Linked DNA regions of Mus musculus: region 1 is linked to region 2. Evidence: chromatin contacts called from public HiChIP or PLAC-seq data. All regions are on one chromosome and are shown on one strand. Each heading gives the region's core, a stretch centred on a gene start, on an enhancer-like site or on the middle of the called end of the contact. The rest is flanking DNA. Distances are from core to core; before and after follow the strand shown.

What was found. HiChIP or PLAC-seq counts read pairs in DNA pulled down with a chosen protein or histone mark.
Region 1: an HNF4G HiChIP or PLAC-seq map of pancreatic cancer cells shows a contact between it and region 2. The contact joins two enhancer-like sites. A contact is called at or near these places in 1 of 484 Hi-C or Micro-C datasets (nephron progenitors), 10 of 115 datasets of contacts at active chromatin or transcription factors (CD8 T cells, the HPC-7 cell line, bone marrow-derived macrophages and 6 more) and 4 of 9 other capture datasets (adipose tissue, bone marrow-derived macrophages, macrophages and 1 more).

Annotation. Positions count from the first base shown.
Region 1 is chr11:76,586,106-76,589,653 of GRCm38.p6, reverse strand. It overlaps a transcript of Abr not described here. Among named protein-coding and RNA genes, the nearest start is that of Abr, 16 kb to the right of the region's middle. Within about 2 kb of position 2,188, at least 177 of the 459 cell types and tissues checked have an H3K27ac peak or open chromatin away from gene starts, as enhancers often do. A contact at or near this core is called in CD8 T cells, bone marrow-derived macrophages, macrophages and 3 more, where this site is marked.
Region 2 is chr11:76,478,047-76,481,622 of GRCm38.p6, reverse strand. Abr (active BCR-related gene) reads left to right here. Exons shown (of 23, transcript NM_198895.2): 4 at 2,443-2,628. Among named protein-coding and RNA genes, the nearest start is that of Timm22, 73 kb to the right of the region's middle. Within about 2 kb of position 2,307, at least 150 of the 459 cell types and tissues checked have an H3K27ac peak or open chromatin away from gene starts, as enhancers often do. A contact at or near this core is called in CD8 T cells, bone marrow-derived macrophages, macrophages and 3 more, where this site is marked.

The sequences.
Region 1 (3,548 bases), core at 939-3,438, 110 kb before region 2:
AGGCAGCACTGAAAATCCAACAATGCTTCTCACCCCAAGGAGACCAGACACATCTTACGCCATGAGCAAACTAGAGCTCCCACACACGGTCTCATTTTTATGTTTGTGGTCAAACAGGCCCTGAACAAAGCAAGGTCATTTCTCATTTCGGTAGAAATACCTTGCTTGGTGGAATAGGATAGTAAAGAAAATGAAGGAAGATGGATCTACCAGTGATCTGGCTGAGAAACCCCAGGGCCGTCTGCAGAACCACTTGATTTCATGAGTGCAGTGACCCTGTTGTGTACTGAGTGGGGTGGTGCGTTGAGTCATAGTTTGCTTTTAGTGTCTAGAGGATTTCCCCCTCAGTGGCGGGGCTTTGTGTATATTCTGCAAGCTCTATTGTGGATCTGCATTCCCAGCCCCCATCCAAAGGAATTTCTATTGTGACTCAATGACTTTTACAACAGAGAAAATTAAATTACTGTATAAACAAGCAGTTAAGACAATTACGGACGGGGTGTTCTGAGATGGCTCAGTGGATAGAGAGGCTCTTGCCTGATGGCCTGATGGCGTGAGTTTAGTCCTTGGATCCCACAAGGTGGCAGGAGATCACCAACTCCTAAGGCTAGTGCTCTGACCTCTGTGTGCACATCTACACACATAAACAAACAAACAAACAAGAATAAAATATGTTTTAAATAAGGGGGTTGGATGTATAGCCCAGTGGTAGAGCATTTGTCCAAAAGCACAAACCCACAGCACCACAAAAACGAAAAACAATACCAAAAAAAAAAAAAATTAGCCTACGTGCTTCATACTCTCTGTGGCCTCCCGGGGATACATGAAATGTGTATAAAATGAGCAAATGACAGGATGCTAATTGTGGTGTGGCTTCTGAGCCAGCAGCTTGGGTGTTCTTTGTGGCAGAACCATGGCACATTGTATCTTTCAGTCCTCCTTTCACTCTCCCTGACACCTGCAGAGTTAGAGACGGGTTTTGTTTCCCAGAACAAAGCATTTGTAACCCTGATAACTTCTTCTTTTTTAAATGTATTTATTTATTATATGTAAGTAACTGTAGCTGTCTTCAGACATCTCAGAAGAGGGCATCAGATGATTGTGAGCCACCATGTGGTTGCTGGGATTTGAACTCAGGAACTTTGGAAGAGCAGTCAGTGCTCTCAAACACTGAGCCATCTCTCCAGCCCCCAACCCTGATAACTTCTAAGGCCTTTGTGCACCTTCACTGCCTTGCTTAGAAGAATGAGGGTCTGGGTAGGGAGTGAGTATGTCTTGTGCTTGTAGAATCAGGTGAGTCATATGGAAAGTCACCTTGTGTGTGTCTTGGGGCCATAATACTCTTTGGCAAGAGAAGAATCTCTTCCTTTTTTGGCCCTGAAGTCACACTGGAAATCCTCAGCAACTCAGCTGTGGCCAGATGTGCCCATGGGTACTGGAGTTGGGGTTAGCAGTCTTTGCAGAAGTCAGGGTTCCTGTCAGGCCTGGGAGGAAGTGTGGCCTGTGTACGTGTGTGGTTGTGTGTGTGTGTGTGGCTCCGAGAGAGTGAACATCTCTGTGGCAGCTTCCTCTTCTTGGCTTAACTGTGGTGGGAGACAAAGAGGGCCTCTTACTAAAACAACCCTGAAACCCCAGTGAAACACAGCTTCACTCTCCTAAAGGGCTCCCTGAAGAACTAACCCAAGCACTGAGGCTCTAGTCAGCCAGACGCAACAGCAGCGCATGTGCCTGTCTCCTCAGCCTGCAGAATGCTCTGATCTCATGGTTTTAGGGCACATTTGCCCCAACAATTAGAAGCTGAGGGGAAGAGAAGGCTTGGAGCCCAGGTCTAACGGAGTATATAAAGGAGCCCAGGAACTGCCTTCTGACCTTGCCTGTGCTGACCGCCTCCCCTCCACCAGGGAAGCCAAATCGAAGGATGCTGTCTATGGGAAGGCACTACCCACAGTTTTGAACTAGAACAGGGTCCAGGAAAGGAGACTTCCCAGCATCCTCCCTCCCTCTGCTGGTGGCCTGTGGCTACCATCATGTGATAAACATGTGGCTTCCTAGGAGAGAAGCTTGCACAATCACACAGAAATAGGAAACTGGGAGATAATCAAGTGTGGCACATAAAGAATTGGGCAATGAGTTGTCTAGAAGACTCTGGGTTTTGAGAAGGGAGCCAGGCTTCCTCTGAGTCATATCTGTCTCTGAGGAGGCCCTGAGAGCTTGAACTCTCTGAGTGGTCAAGAGGCCAGTGTTGTACTGTCCTCTGCCTGTTAGATAAAAGTTGGGTGTCGGGCTGGCCTGCTCTGGCAGAGATAGGCAGGGCCAGATTTGAGAGCCACGGGCTTATTGTTTCACTACCTCAGAGCCGATCAGTCAGGGCCTGGGTCCGATTGCTCTTAATTATCCACCATAATATGCTCCCTGGCACCCCCCAAAAGCAGGTGACTCCCGAGCCCTGCACAGGGCTCCTGCCCAGATGGCTCTGCAAGGGAACTGAGGTGCTGCCTCAGCCTTTGTGGCACTTCCAGTTCCTGTGTAGCAGGTTCTCAGAAGCGCAGGTACCTCCTTAGGAAAGTGAGTCACATGGTGTGATCCTCTCCCAGCACGTCATGCAGCCCCCACTGAGACCACTGAACAGAGAGTGTTCCAGAAAGTTCAAGCTTTGGGCAACAGAGACATGGAATTTGGAAAGGGGGGCTGGCTGAGGCAAGCTATGGAGCTATTAGCTCAGTTTCTTCCTGGGTTCTCCTGAGACACTTTTCCTCAGAATGTTCGTTGTGGGATGGGTGAGATGGCTCAGCCAGTACAAGTGTTGCTGTGCAGGTCTGAGGACTGAGTCCAGCCTTCAGAACCTACAATGGAAGGAGAGAACTGACACCCAAAAGTCGTCCTCTGATCCCTGGAATGTATGGTGGCACCTGTCTACCCAGCCACTCATCACACCCACACATACACAGGCACAGTATAAAAAAAAATTAAAATGTTCCTTACGTGGGCTGGTAGTGTGGCTCATTGGTAAAACATGTACTTAGTGACCCTGGAGTCTAAAAGTAGAGCTTTTTTTTTAACTTTATAATTCTTTCTTAGTTGAGCCTATGTCAGGCTATGTGAGAGAGCTGCCCTAATTAGGGTCACTCCGTGCCCTTATCACCAGGGACCCTCCAGGCACAGGCTTCATATCAGAAGACTTCAGAGGGTTAGACCTCATTTTAAGGAGAAAACATGGAAGTTTGTCTTTGTTCCTTTCTGGCTCTGCCAGTTCCCTTGACAAGCAGCTTAAGAACTCTACTGGTACTGGGCATGGAGGCACATCCTGTAATCCTAGACACGGTGTCTAGGACATAAATCTTGGTGACACTGGAGACACATTAACTAAAGGGCTTTTCAGTAACCGAATAGGGGAAATTGCTCCTGAGATCAGGCGTGCATTGGAGGGGAGAGGTCAGGCCTCTCTTAAGAAGAGCTGTGAATTCTGTTGGTTTTGCTGTAGTCACTTCTCTCCTCCATTGTTGGTGGGATTGCAAGCTTGTACAACCACTCTGGAAATCAGTCTGGCG
Region 2 (3,576 bases), core at 1,058-3,557:
CAGTCTTCAAGGAAATCTTGATGAGAACAATTCTCTCTGGCCCCATGGCTATCTCAGAGTAAGGGTCCCTCCCCTCTTTGGAGGAGCCACCTCCCCACCCTGCCTTAGGTGGTCCCCTCCTTATTTTCTTCATCGAACTTACTGGTATGTATCATTTCATGTTTGATCATTTACTTGTGTTTCCTTTGTCTCCTCTGCTAGACTGGAAACACCATGAGGACTGGGACGGTATGTGTTCCAGGCACACCAGTGGGGGTTGGGGATTGGTCTTATATTTGGCACTTGGTTCTTTATTCAAAGGATGAATAATAATATTAGCTGCCTTCTAGATGCCAAGTAGGTACTAGAAACTTTATTTATTTATTTATTTATTTATTTATTTATTTATTTATTTTCAGAGCTGAGGACAGAACCCAGAGCCTTGCACTTGCTAGGCAAGTGCTCTACCACTGAGCTAAATCCCCAACCCCTCTTTATTATTATTATTATTTTTTTCGTTTTTTGAGACAGGGTTTCTCTGTGTAGCCCTGGCTGGGCTGGAACTCACTGTGTAGACCAGGCTGGCCTCAAACTCAGAAATCTGCCTGCCTCTGCCTCCCGAGTGCTGGGATCAAAGGTGTGCACCACCACACCCGGCTCTTTATTATTTTTTGAAGATTTATTTACCATCTTTATATGTATGTGTCTTCATGAGTTTATGTGCACTGCATGCATGCTCAAACTAGAGGCAAGAAGAGGATGTCAGATCCCCTGGAACTGGAGTTACAGGTGGTTGTGAGCTACCATGTGGGTGCTAAGGACTGATCCCATGTCCTTTGCAAGAGCAGGAAGCAGTCTTAACCACTGAGTCATCTCCAACCCCTAGATATTCTATGTAATGTGTGACTTTTGAGATTCACTCTTCCTATTGGTTCTTTTGAGAAGGTAATACCACTTCAGTCCCACACATGAGCCTGCTAGTAAAGAGATGATACACCCAGAAATGGGGAGTGACTTGCTTCCAACTAGTAAATGGCAGACTCTGGCTGCAGCCCATACTGCCTGCCCTGACCAAGATTGAATCCCATCCTGTTTTTTAGCAAGAACCTGTTACTAAAGGTTACTTGGTTCTAGTGCCAGGAGGGTCAGTGGGTCTTCTTGGGCCTGGCTTTGTCTTGTTTCCGGACTTTGTAGAATGTAGAGGACAAAGAAAGTCAACAGTTGGACATTGTCTGGATATATGAGACTTGGGCTTAGCCACTGTCATCAGGAAGATGGAGTACAGTTAGGATGGAAGGCTGGCCTCTGTGATGAACCCAGGTTGGCTGTCATAGCACTGAAGGAGCCATTGGTAGCTCTGCTTCCCTCGGTGTAGGTGATCTCACGGCCCAGCACCTCAGCTGTTAACTCTCACACTCTCTCCTGGAATGCTTCTCTCCTTAGTCGGCCCACAGCCTCATCCTGTGTGTCGCTGACAGCTCTGGTGAGTCCATGCTGACTCTGTCGTCTCCCACTGCTCCCAGGTCTGCAGGGAAACCCTTTCCATACTGCCTTAAGGTTGTAGGCTGTTCTCCCTTGCCTATGTGTGCCTTCCCTGTCCATATTTCTACACCCTGTCTCTTGCTGGGCCATTGCCCAGTCACTGCCAGGGACAGTCACTGCCCCTTCCACTGAGGGTGCTGGTGATCTTGGTATAGATGAGCAAGGATGACTAGCTGCTTTCATTTTCATGTCAACAGGCATTGAGAAAGAGTCTTGTGACCAAAACCACACTCAGTGGGAAAGATCATCACGCTCGCTTAGTAATGTCTGCATGTCTGCCACGGATGTGGAAAGTAGGAGGGTGGCATGTATGTACCCGTTCCTCTCTGAGCTAACATTGGTTTCTTTTTTGAGACTGGCTCTCACTGTGTTGCCCAGGCTGGCCTGCAATCCTCCTGCCTCAGCCTCTGGAGTGCTTCCAGTACAGATCTGGCTTGAGCTAGTGTTGAATCTCTCTTTGGTTTTACCTCCTGAGTACTAGAACTGCCTTCTGTTTCTCAAAAGGAAACAGCCAAGGAGCTGGCCTCCCAGGTAACACTGTCCCACTGAAGCATGACAAGGAGGCTTATGACTGGGGCCTGAGGCCATTGTGGAAGAGACTAGGAACCTGCTCAATGGACCAGTGAACACACACAAACGAGCCAGGGGTTGTGAGCTAAGGTTGTGTTGGGGAAGGGAAGTGCTGTGGCTACTATGTCAGATCGCTGCTGCCAGGTTCCCTCTCTCTGCATGTGGCTTGTTGGGACCTGTGACAGCAGCTCTGAGAAATCGTGTTTCAGGTGCTCTGACTTCAGCGGCCCTGCCTAGGCAGAACTTGGGCGGCGCTGCATGTAATCAGTGTCACAATCTGCCCAGGACCTGCCAACGAACGCTCTGGTTCATTCATCACCACCTTTGTACTTTGTTCCTCTTCCTCTTCAGCCCATGAAACCCCTGAAGGCCACAGCCACCACCTCCCAGCCTGTGCTCACCATCCAACAGATTGAGACCATCTTCTACAAGATCCAGGACATCTACGAGATCCACAAGGAGTTCTACGACAACCTCTGCCCCAAGGTGCAGCAGTGGGACAGCCAGGTCACCATGGGCCATCTTTTCCAGAAACTGGTGAGTCTCCCATGAGGGCATGTCTCTATGGCAGACTGGTGTTAGAACTGGTCACTCTAGCCCTCTTGAGGCCTGGGTCACCTCCAAGCCCTTGGAGGCCGGTCTGGACCTGGGTTCTTTAGGGCAATTGGACTTGGATCCTCAACCCCAGCCCCCATCCTAGTGGAGCCTTGAAAGTGCTTCTAGAGAGAGCGGCAGAGCCAGGTCCTGTGTGTGAATGTTCCTGGGGAATGCTGGCTTTGTCTGCATGGGAGTCCTTTGAGCACTGGAATGGAGCTTCCTCTGCCAGGACGCAGGTCCCTCTGTCACTCCATGGACAGAGAAGTGTGTGAGGAGGCTGCAGGAGGATGACGCTTACCTGAGACCTTGGAAGGCTGTTGCATCCCAGTGCTGCCTTTACAAAGTGAAGCAGTTGGCTGGATATGGTCCTAACTAACAGTTGGTTCCAGAGTAGAGAGTATCAGCCGGTGTTACCTGCTGCTGTTCACAGGAGAAGAGCACAGGTTTAATGTTGGAGGATGTTCACAGAAGTCCTCTTGTTGCTAAGGCTTCCATGACACCCTCCCCCTTAGCTCTGCCTGAGCCTGCTTAGACCAAAACACTTCCTGACCTCTGTAGACCGTAAATGGTCTTCCCCATTTACCTGGCTTCTCTCCATCAGTGCCCAAGTTGGAATGACCTCAGAAAAGCCTTTCCAGGCCCCATGTTTGTCCCTCATGAACACTTATTTAAAATGCACCTGTCTTTCCCATCTTTACTGTGCCCACCAGTGTAAACTCTGGAACAGTTTGTATTTTCTTCTCATTAGACTCCCAGAACTAATGGACTCCACTGCTAGATGAACAAATGAGTGGATTGATAGACACATTATGAACTTTTTTGGGGCTGGAGAGAACTTGAATGTTGAAGGTGATACCTGTATCCTGACAGCCATGTTTTCAAGGCCAC